2 separate regions of the Danio rerio genome follow, and region 1 is linked to region 2. A link is a contact called in public Micro-C data. All regions are on one chromosome and are shown on one strand. Each heading gives the region's core, a stretch centred on a gene start, on an enhancer-like site or on the middle of the called end of the contact. The rest is flanking DNA. Distances are from core to core; before and after follow the strand shown.

The links. Hi-C and Micro-C count contacts between places; a contact is called where the count stands out from the background.
Region 1: a contact with region 2 is called in a Micro-C map of caudal fin, with 2.1 times the contacts expected there. The contact joins two enhancer-like sites. A contact is called at or near these places in 2 of 18 Hi-C or Micro-C datasets (caudal fin and an unstated tissue).

What each region holds. Positions count from the first base shown.
Region 1 is chr3:15,574,566-15,580,566 of GRCz12tu, reverse strand. No RefSeq gene overlaps it. Among named protein-coding and RNA genes, the nearest start is that of atp6v0a1a, 19 kb to the left of the region's middle. Within about 2 kb of position 2,821, at least 4 of the 62 cell types and tissues checked have an H3K27ac peak or open chromatin away from gene starts, as enhancers often do. A contact at or near this core is called in caudal fin, where this site is marked.
Region 2 is chr3:15,528,719-15,534,539 of GRCz12tu, reverse strand. stk17al (serine/threonine kinase 17a like) reads right to left here. Exons shown (of 8, transcript NM_001077729.1): 3 at 5,413-5,625. Among named protein-coding and RNA genes, the nearest start is that of stk17al, 16 kb to the right of the region's middle. Within about 2 kb of position 1,644, at least 11 of the 62 cell types and tissues checked have an H3K27ac peak or open chromatin away from gene starts, as enhancers often do. A contact at or near this core is called in caudal fin, where this site is marked.

The DNA of each region.
Region 1 (6,001 bases), core at 1,572-4,071, 45 kb before region 2:
CATTACTTCAACTTAAATGGAGTAAGTTCACAGTACTTATATAGATTAGTTTTTGTTTTTTTTACTCAAATGGTTTGTTGCAATCTGTTTCCTCAAGCGATTTGAGTTCCCTTAACTTATTGGCTTTTAGAGTACTCGGTTGGTTTGAGTTCTCTCCTTTTATTGGGTTTTACTGTGCTCAAATAGCTTCTTTTACTCACATGAATTAAGTTCACAGTACTCATCAGGACTCGTTTTTGAACTTGAATGGTTTGTTGCAAGCGGTTTCCTCAAATGGATTAAGTTACCATAACTTATTGGGTTTTACAGTGCAGGGGAAAATAAAATTGGGCAGCTTTTTAGTTGCATGGTGAGAGTTGTCAATGTGCTATCCTGCAAGAGACTGCTTGAATTTTACTGGTTTCAAAGCATTACCTCAGGCTCTTTGATCTGATTTGATTGGTCCCACGTGACAGAAGCATGAGGTGCAGCAGGTTTGTGTAAGAGTTGCACATTTTGTTATTGTAGTTAGCTATCAATCTTGTATCTGAGTATCGGTGTTGTATTCCAGTTAGTCTCCTTTAGTCTTGGAAATAAATGCTTTGTATTGGCATCTTCCATGATGAATCTTTCAAAATATACAAAAAGTGTAAAAAAAAATAAAATAAAAAAATAAAAACATTTAACTTGCCTTCTAGTGCTGAGATAACACTAAATATGTCTTTGATATAGATTAATATATAAATTAGTTAGTAAACTTGGTACAGTGTACTGCATACAAAGTTAATGCAAAGCATATGAATAGACGCAAATTTCCCCCACCTCAATCATGAAAACTCATGGGATAATGATAATGTTTATTGCAATTCGTAGCATTGCATCACATGTACTTAGGACACAATGTCATGCAAATTTTCAGCTTGAGTTAAAAAATAAATAAATAAATAAATTACACTCAAGCTAAAAAAAATACTGTATATTAAAACTTACATTTTGATTAGTTTTATGCAACTCTAAGAACTCAATTTAGACACTTTAACAATACATATATTCATTTCTGGAGATGAAAAATACATCCTAGGAGCTATGTTTGTTTTTTTGTTTTTTTGCAGTTTTTGCCAAAATCCACCAGAGGCCACTGTGTACACATTTGGAGATATCAAATTTCTCTTGCGAGTGCCATTTGTACCTGCTGTTCTCGCGCAAGCCCACTGGAGGCCTCTGTCGAATGACTGACCGGCCCCCTTCCCTAACCCCAACTGACAATGTTGTCAAAAGCAATACAGAAAATGGCCACCTGATTTTTATCACGTTTTTAGATCTAACCACGCTTTCCTTATTATTTACTTGTCTTTTTTATTTTTTGGCTTTGTTTTTGACTGCTTTCTCGAACTGTCACTATGCTGGAATTGAAACCCTTCATTGCCGTCAATTCCTCGAGTCTCAAGTCCACACAGTAGCGTTCATTTTAAAGACGAAATGCAGCCATACGTAGCTTTGCATACATAATTCTTTAAATAATTCGCTACATAATTCATGCTCTTCAAGTATGTTTTGCCATTTTCTCAATATTTAATTTTTTTTTGAACCCTCAGATTTCAGATTTTCAACTAGTTGTATCTCAAAGCAATTAAATTGAATCTCAATTGTAGTCAAATATTGTTCTGTCCTAACAAACTATATACATCAATAAAAAATAAAATCAGCTTTTAAATGACATATAAATCTCAATTTCAAGAAAACCGATCATTATAATGGATCTTTGGTTTTGTTAACCAAAGTCTTATTATCCATGATGTATTATTTATATTATCCTTGATATATTACATTTACATTTAGTCATTTAAAAGTTGTTTTATAAAAGAAACATACAAATAAAAGAGTCTATATTGTGATTATGAATGGGCACTGACAAGGGATGTGCAGATCTAAATGCAGGTTTTATTATGCAGAGAATTTACAGGCAAGCAACAGTCAACACAGGAGCAAATAGATGTATACAGGCAATCCAGAATCGTAGACAATAAGCAGGCAATTGGTCAAAGGCAGGCAACAGACATAAAAAAGCAAACAAAACAAAGTAAAGATTGGTACACGGCCAGACTAGGCAAGGGAAACGCGATGCAATGTTCAGTTACGTCTAACAAGACTCAGCAACTTGTGTGTGTGTGTGTGTTTGTTAGTGCTGCTTTGTAAAGTCCATGTCATAAGTTCTGAACAGCTTCAGCTGTGTATGTTAGCAATCAGTCAGGATTAGGAACCGGTGTGTGTGTGCAGTGCATGACTGCATGCTGTAGTCCATAATGTGGTGGATTTGTAGTTCACCAGCAAACTGCGTGTTTCCCGGTGATCCGCAGTCGCTAGATTGATGGTGATCATAACAAAGGCACACTGAAAAAAAGGATTCTTTGGACTTACAACATATTTTAAGGTAAGTGGTTGCAAACCTTAAAAAAAGCAATACATCAAAAAGTTTCTGAAAAAATAAATCTATAGAGTTATTATAATAATTATATTATTATATAATGGCGGTATAATACAACTTCATGCTGCCATATAAACGTTTTATTATAATTATAATAGAGGGATGAAGGAAAGTGTTTCTTTTTTATTTAAAAAGATCAACTGCTAAATGAACACTTGGAAAAAGGTGAGCCAGACTTGCTGAAAAAAATAAAATAAAATAGTGGAAGTTAGAGCAAGCTAGGACAGGGAGATTAAACTAGTTTGTGTTACATAACTCTTTTACACGTTTGTTGATAAGCCTATAATAGGCAATTCAGCGACAGCTTCCAAAGTGGCAGCATGTCCCCCTATTGAATAGTCCATTACATTCATTACATTCAGTACATTACATTCAACCGCTACACTGTACACGCTGTTCTCCTGCAGCTTCCTGATTGACAAGCCAGGAGAGCAAGTGCACGTATAAGAAAATGTGTTTCCTTCAAACATTCCTTGCTCGAAGGCTTAGAATTCCATTGATCTGTTTTTCAAACTTTGGGAGATTTAGTGCCCACTGGAGACAAGTTTAGTCTGAGGGTTGTATCCTCCTTCACCTTAGGTCGATCGTTTTTCACCGGAATCGCCACTAGAATATGTTGTAATTTAATCAAAGGATCGATCAACTCGAGAAGGCGAGATAATAATATTATTTATGGAAGCATCCAGTACACACACACACACACATAGAAACAGGAATTTTCTGCATGGTGAGTGTCATGTGTTTTGTGCATGCAGACGATTCCCGTTCTGATAAAGCAGTATTGGATTCTGCAGGCTCATTTTCGTGGGCTATAAATAAATAAACCCTATTAATGTGGAATTCTCCAGCAGACGGATGGCATGAAAGCACGAGAGAAGGTTTGCGTTCTTTCATTCACGTGCTGGTTGTGGTGTATTTCATTTTCTAGTATGTAAATATTGATGATCCTATTTTTTTTCTTGAGGCTTCGTTTAACATTTTAACTCTTAAAACAGCAGGCTTCATCCACTTTGTTGACTTTGTAAATGGCTACAGAGGGAAAAACTGGGCATCGTGCAATAAACATCACAGACGTTCGGGTCATTACAAACAAAAACTAGCTGCTATGCTTTTTTTCTTGATTGTGCTCTTGTCAAACTACGATGAAACTAAACATTCCAGATTTCATGTTATTGTTTTCCAAAAAAAACAATAAAAGCCCCCTTTTGCATTTTATGTCCCAAAAAGAAGCCAGTTTGTCCAGTTTAAAGCTCATCGAAACCAACCTGATTCAGAATCTCTTATCGCTTTGCAGTACATATGCAAATGTATTACACAATTGTCAGTGCGGTACAGGAAAGACAAGGTAAAGGCGATCTGATTGCAGCTTTAAACTTTAACAAAAACCAAAAAGATAACCTACAGAACAATGAGACGGAGAGCCTAAAATGCAAGATAAAGAGTTAAACAAGAAACAGGTATGCAACAAAATTAGTCAAGCAGGGATCTAACCTGAAACCAAGCACAATACTGGTTTCACTCACAAAACTTCTGATGCAGCTTAATGGTTTAATTGTGTGTAACAAAACAGAGAGAGAGAGCTCTAAGGCCTGTTGCACAAAATGAGTTTAACAACTACGGGTTGCAGTTTGTGTTTTGGGTTGATTAAACCAAATAAATCCAATGTAGTTATATGATAAGGTGAAATGGTTTCAAAGCGCTTGACATAAACTATCTGTCAGCTCTTTAATCCAGAGTTTGTGATTAACTCTGGAACAAATGCGCCTAAAAATGTGACACGTGCAACAAACAGCCAATCACAAGACACTTGGGAGGGTCAAGTTGATTCAATACCCAAGAGAATCTGCAATTCACTACTGTGTTAAAGAGATCATTTCAGAAATATAATGACTATAAAGTAATTTACAGGCAGAAATAAACACTTCTGTTGCAGCAAAGTTTTAAGAAGGCAACAAAGAAAATATTATTTTATCAGTGAAAATCAATCAAATGATTTGAACAATGCACGCTCTAGTGCACAGGTGTCAAACTCAGTTCCAAAAGGGCCGCAGCTCTGCACAGTTTAGTTCCAACCCTAATTAAACACACCTGATCAAACTGAGTCCTTCAGACTTGTTTGAAACCTACAGGTAGGTGTGTTGGAGCAGGGTTGGAACTAAACTGTGCAGGGCTTCGGCCCTCCAGGAATTGAGTTTGACACCCCTGCTCTAGTGCTAACTATTAAAATAAATAATAACTGATTATAATAGTAGTTTCTCAAAATAAATACTTGCTTAACAATACACAACTGCAAATTTCAGATGGCATTTTAAAACGCTTACAAATTCAAGCACAGGGTTGTGGAACAACAAAGACAGCAAAGGAAACTTCTCTCAGCCTAGCAGGCACACAACATCATAAGACGTTAACATTAGGTTAGATTTAGGTTGTGACATCAGGTGACTAAAATTCAATGTCTAAGGACAACATTATTTTGATGTTCAATAACGACATAAAATTATGTGGATATTTGGTTGATTTTAGGTTGTGTAGGAAAGTGACCAAAATCTAGCGTCTTATACTGTACTGTAGATGTCATAGTGGTAACGTTCACACAAAGTCAAAGTGTAACATGGTTAGACTATGAAATTTGGTTAATTTTAGGTTGGACATTGATGTTGGCCTGACGTATGGTTCTGACGTCAAGCTGATTTTTATTTCCAAACAAAATAGAACATCCCCACAACGTTGGGGTACAACGTCAGTATGACATCATGTTGACGTCCTGTGCCTGCAGAGAGGAATCAAGAAGTGAAGTGGAACTTGTATTCGGACGTGCCTTAATGGCTACCCACCTAGGAATGCATCTTAGGTAGAGGTCATTTTTTATCTTTTGTTTGCAATCTAAGTCAACTAAAAGCAACCTCGACAAAGTTATATTACTGTGTAAATGTGTTTTACACACTCACATGCACAAACGCTGGATTATGATGTCAGTATGAAGTTAGTAATATTTGGAATGCAATATAGTAGCTACTGTTACTATATACTGTTACTATATTTCGGTCAATCTACTGTTATGACTAAAGTTTATTTACTTATTTTTTGTTGTGCATTGCATGTGTCCTTTTCTTTATCCCACTTTCTCGCGCTGTTTTCTTTCACTCCATAGGCTTCTATTCTAAAGTGATCCAAGCTCTGATTGGCTGCTGGAAGTGGAGGACTTTAAAAGGTCAACTGTGGTGAGACGGTTGCTGGGACTGGAGAGCTCCTGGATTTCCCTACCCCTTCAGCCGACGACCAACCTTTAGTCTTGTACAACTGTTCATGCTTGCAAATTTTTGAGAGTTTGAGCTTGTAGGGGTGGCCTGCCTATTTATGTGATTACTTTTGATTGTGTTTATGTTTAAGGAGGAAGGTAAGCTTCCTGTATTTTTCTTTAAATATACATAAGTAATTTAGCTCATTTACTTTGTACATTCTTTTGTTTGTTGTTTAGGCCTGTGGCCACCCTGACGAGATGCTCATTTAAGCTACTATTTTTCTATACCAAATCTA
Region 2 (5,821 bases), core at 395-2,894:
AAGAGCTTATCTAGAGAGATAAATGTCATACTCAGAGAAAAGGAGGGCTTCGTTTCATTTCATTTCATTTAAAGAATGAAAAACAGATCAGTGCAGTAACTTGACTAATTTTTTTAATGTTTTGAGAAAGACTGCATCAGATAAACTCTGCCATGGTGGTTGCTGGTTTTTCAGGATCCAAACAAAGAGACCACTTCCTTTGGTCTCCATTCAATTCTGTGGCTGACTGCTTATACAGCTTAGACAAATGTTAAAAGTTAGTCAAATAATGCTTTTTAGAATGGTCATAACATTTTCATATACAGTGGGTTAGACTAATTGGAGTACTAGTTGGGCATATTAGCTCTTAGATACTTAACGTCTATTAAAAAGTCTATATAAGCCATGTTTATTTTGCTAGCACTAAATCCACAGTCCAAAAAGTCAAAATATTACATCTGACTTCAGTGGTTCAACTGTAATCAACAAAGCTCCAAAAACACTTGTGCGACAAAAGTTTATAAATACAATTGTACAAAATGCTCCAAGAACACAAATGCAACAACTTAAAACGTATATAATTATATATTTGTTTTTTTAAACTATCGTTTTCGTACATGTCAGACCAGGGTGTGCATTTGCTACAGGCCTGACGTCAAACATCAGTGAACAAAGTCATTTATTTTTAATAGTATTTTTTTTTCTTTGGTGCATAAAAATGTTCTTGAAGCTTCATATGATTGCAGTTGATCTACAAAGTCTCATGGACGGTAATGACAATGTTTTTAGATGCTTTTCTGGACTTTGAACATCTCGCAACTTATTTTGGGGGTGAACTAACTATTTAACTGGTCTGTAACTTGATTTGTCCCAATTTAATCCCTCATGCAGCCAAAAAAAAAAAAAAAAATCCTAAAATAAATTTACTCCACCAAAAACATAGATGTGTGTCCCTAGAAAAAGCAGCGGCTAGTGTGTTTATGTAAGAGAGTCATTGCGGACATTTCACCACAAATTTGTGTGGGGTGTCCGTGTATGTTTGGTAAAAGTAATTATGACCTTTCTTATTCTTAGTCTTACAATAGCTTGGGTTTAAACTTTAAGACAGCAAAGAATGGCAAGAATTGGGTTCGTTTCTGACAACAGAGGATGTGGTGCGTTGCACATGCAAGCGTGTCGCGGCTCTGCTTTTAGAAGAAAAGCCACAGGAAATGGAAATTAAAGCGTCTCTTTCTGTCTGTCTCTGGGGTTTAAACTGGTTTTACTGCTAAACCTGCCAATGTCAAGTTTAGGGATTTAACTAACAACAGATAATTGGAGTAAAAGTAAGTGTATGCATTATTACCTACCAAACCAGACACATTGTTCAGACAGTGAAGATGTAAACATGCTAAATAGAGAAAAATAGAGCTGAAACTTCCACATTTTAAACAATTTTTCTTTTATATTTGAAAAATAGGATTAATATACATAAAAACAACTAATTCTAATGTTTATTTAAACATATATATGCATGTAAACAGATCAAGACCTTGACTGATGGGGCTGAGCTTGCAAAACGAAAAACAAGCGTTGGCTTCCTTATAAGGTAAATCTACTGACACCAGTTGCTTGCACACATACCAATGTGCGTGCTTTGACAGTCTGACACACAGCTGTCTTTTCAGAGGATGTGGTTCATTGGTGGAGCATTTTTTTTTATTTTTGTGGCTAGCTACCTTTGAGAAACAGAAGCAGATGTAATCAACCTGTTCTCAAAACCTCCGTCATTCAACTCATCAGCATCCTGCCTGTCTGATCCACACACAGTCTGCAATAACAGGTTGCTGATGTGAAGCTGATTTCAGGAGGAAAAACACATGAAATGCATTCAAGAAATGAAGGGGGGAAAAATAAGGGAGATTTGAATGACAGATACACTGATTATGAAAAGCATTTAAAACTTAATGACCTGTCATTTCCTCCTCTTTAGTGACGTTTATCAGCAACTGTGTTACTGGAAGAGCAAGAATAGTGTGATTGCACTTCTGCTGACAATATCTAGTAAGCTATTTTCTCACAAATGGTGAGTTAAATAAATAATTAGCTAAAAAATAAAATAAAAATAAAAAAAGAACATTTAGTCCTGTTTTTATTTTGCACATTATGAAAAATTTAATAGAAATTAGAACTTTAAAAGAGACATTTCACCCAAAAATGAACATTTACTCAGCATTTAGTGGTTGCAAACCTTTATGGGCTTTTTAATTCTGTTGAACATAAGATATTTTGAAGAATGTTAAAAACCTGTAATTAACTTTCATAATAGGAAACGAATACAAATGGAGGCCAATGGTTACTGTTTTTCAACATTTTACAAAAAAATCTTTGTTTGTTTTCAAGATTCGGGTGAGCTGTTTCCCTTTAAAAGAGACCAAGAATCAAACTGTTTTGCATTTTTTTGGTCTTACAGTGAAAGTCTTTAGTTTCAAATAAATAAATAAAAAATGTTTATGTATATAGTGTTTTTACCATGCAGAATATGTTAACAAAAATAGAAAGTAAATTATCTATTGACCTTATTCTTCAATGCTGAAGTGTGCTCGTTTTTGCAATGATTTTAGAACTTCTGATTCAGTTGCCTATGGAAAAAAACGACTAGGAACAAGTAGTTTTCTGCAAACAAGTTTGTTCATGACTATAAAGACAAAGTAGAATACAAGCAGAAAACATCAGTTTGCAATATCAATCAGCATAACGAGTCGTTTTAACGTCTAAAAAATAATAAAAGTGAATGACACAGGAAAAAAAATAATTTCAAATAGCTGCACACGCTTGTACAAGAAGAATAAGGTCATTACCTTTACTTTTTCGGATCAACTAAAGCATTGATAAGCCAAATTAGTGATCCTTAATTTTAAACCTAAAGCTGTGAAGCTTCAGTAATGTCAGGTCTGGGTGTCTGACTAAACATCTTCTCCAATTTCGAAAAATTGAGCAGAAAATTACAAGGCAATGAAAAACAGTTTGATTTTGGCAAAGCTGCTGTGTGGTCAGAAAATAAAAGCTGCACTCACTTCTTTTTGTGAAGCGTTCGCATTTGACCTTTCACGAGAAGCAAACCCTAGAACACCACATTCTCACTCGGGACTTTATGCATTTCTTACTTCAATTTTGTGTGTGTGCATGCGTGTGTGTATTGTACTGGAACATTCACATACTGGGTTAAAAGAGAACTAGTTCAAACTGTGGTCTGTGGTTAGGCGTCCCAAAAGGTATTGAGAGAGATGCAAACTGCAGTGCAAACACAAGCAAGAGTTCTGAAAAAAAAATCCTGTTTTGATTTGCCCGCTGTGCCATTTCTTTGGGCCTGTAATTCTAATCTTCAAAAGCCCTGGGGACTGAATAACCAAATTACAGTGCGCAACGTCCAAGTCATCATAAAACACTTCAGGGTCAGGGCATGCTGCTACCAGAGCAGGGCAAGTAAGTAACGAGTTACATGTAATCTGGATTACGTAATCAGATTCCAATAGTCAAGTACTTGTAATTAGAGTAATTGGATTACATGGTTACACAAAATAACTTTTATATTTTTACATAAACCTTATGCTTTATGTTTGATGATTTTCTCTGACACGATCCTATGCACCTTTGCTGTTTTTAGGTAATGTACTATTAGATAAAAACATTAGTAAAATAAGCCGGATTTCTATTATGTAAAGTTTGATTTCTAAATTGACTTAATTTTAAGTTAATGTTTTAAAATCGTGAGATGTAACATATTTAGTGTTACTATTAGAAACAATGACAAAGATATATTAGTGGTACATTTTTTGAAATATTAACCGTTCATTTACCGCAATTAAAAAGTCAAGGCTCTTCTTGGTGATAAACAATGAAATAAAAATAAAAGAGACACGGTTGCCCAGTGGTTAGTACTGTCGCCTCACAGCAAAAAGAACGCTAGTTTGAGTCCCGGCTGGATCAGTTGTCATTTCTGTGTGGAGTTTGCATGTTCTCTTCGTGTTCGCATGGGTTTCCCCCCAGTCCAAAGACATGCGCTATAGGTGAATTAAATAAACTAAATTGGCCATAGTGTGTGTGTGTGAATGTGAGTGTACGGGCGTTTTCCAGTACTGGGTTGCAGCTAGAAGGGATGATGAATAAAAGGACTAAACCGAAAGAAAATGAATGAATGAATTATATATTATATTAATCAATTTTGCTATAATATATATATATATATATATATATATATATATATATATATATATATATATATATATATATTAAATGGTCGTATATATCGTAACTATATCGGCCGTCATCCTTGAATCAACCTCCATCATTGCAAGCTGCTCGCTTTTCTGTCTGTTCCACTGCTCTGTTGGTTAGATGTTTGCTCCAACTTTCTTTTGTAGTATAAAGCGCATCAAAACAGCCAATCTCCACCACAGGATGTCTAATCGCATCTTTGCATTGACTTGAAGTGTAAATCACTCGTGCTTCATCTGCATTTACTTACTGCACAAGCTGCAACACATTTTCCACCACTCTCACGTAATGGTCAAATAGTGAGGGGGCAGGTGAGACGAAATTTTTGCGAGAGACACTCAAATACATCACGTGCGCTGCGTATGCAATGTCTACAAGTCATATAAAACTACTAATTGCAAATCAAACTGAAATAAATATAATTTGATTATATGGTTTGGAATTGGATGTTTTATAAGATTATTTACGTTTTTTCACGATTAATTTGAGTTTAAAATATTGCATGATCGTGGAATCGTGAAAACCTAGGGGGTCTGATAAACATGGAATATAAAAAAAGATGTTATTTTGCTACAGACTACCATTTTTGTCATATGAATTGTACTTTGGAATAAAGTAACGGATTACGTTACTTACCCAGCTCTGGGATCTCATTTATTAATGTGGCGTACTCACAAAAGAGGGGTGGAGAGTACGCTACTTCCCAGGCAAAAGTTGTGATCAAGGTTTTTTTTTTTTAATTGATGGCCGAATGTGCGCCGCTGTAAGTTAATATTGACTGGTTGACATATTGATTGATTTTGTTGACCAAAATTTACATTGCAACAACATGCCAATTACTTCTCATTTGAGTATTAGTAGTCTGTCTGCTTAATATCTGCAGAATCTGCTCCTTCAACAGACATTTAACTGACTATAAGACACTTTTGGAAGTACACGTCAACTTACACTAACCCTAACCTAACAGTCTACTTATAATCTAATGAGAATTTGTTGGCATGTAGACGCAATGTACCTTAAGTAAAAAAAAAAAAAGCATTAAAGGGACCATTAAAATAAAGCGATACCAAATAAATAAATAAATTCTGGTGTACGTTCACATTTAGGAAGGTTTCTATGCACATTTTAAAAATCAGAGCCCTGGTCACAACACAACTAACCAAATGTGCATCTTACCACTCCAGGACGAGGATGATCTCCGAGGTGGTCTCGTAAACCTCATGCAGCCCCACCACATAAGGATTGGCCTCTGCCGACTCCAGAACCGCGATTTCATTGAGGATATCGCCTCGGCAGTCCTGACCCTTCCTCCTCTTTCGCAGGAACTTCGCTGCATGCTCCTTGCCGGTAGTTTTCTCCACACACTTCTTTACCACTGCAAATTTGCCCCTGCGTGCACACAAACATACACACACACACACATCAGAGATTTAACAAACAGATTGGGAAATGTTTGGGGAAGGAGAAACTTTAAACATAAACACTTAGAGTAATGATGTTGAAGCTGTTCTATTAAAGTAGAGTTCATATTAATCGTATATCTGACTGCTTGTGCTAAAATACAAAAGTGTATTACAAATAATAT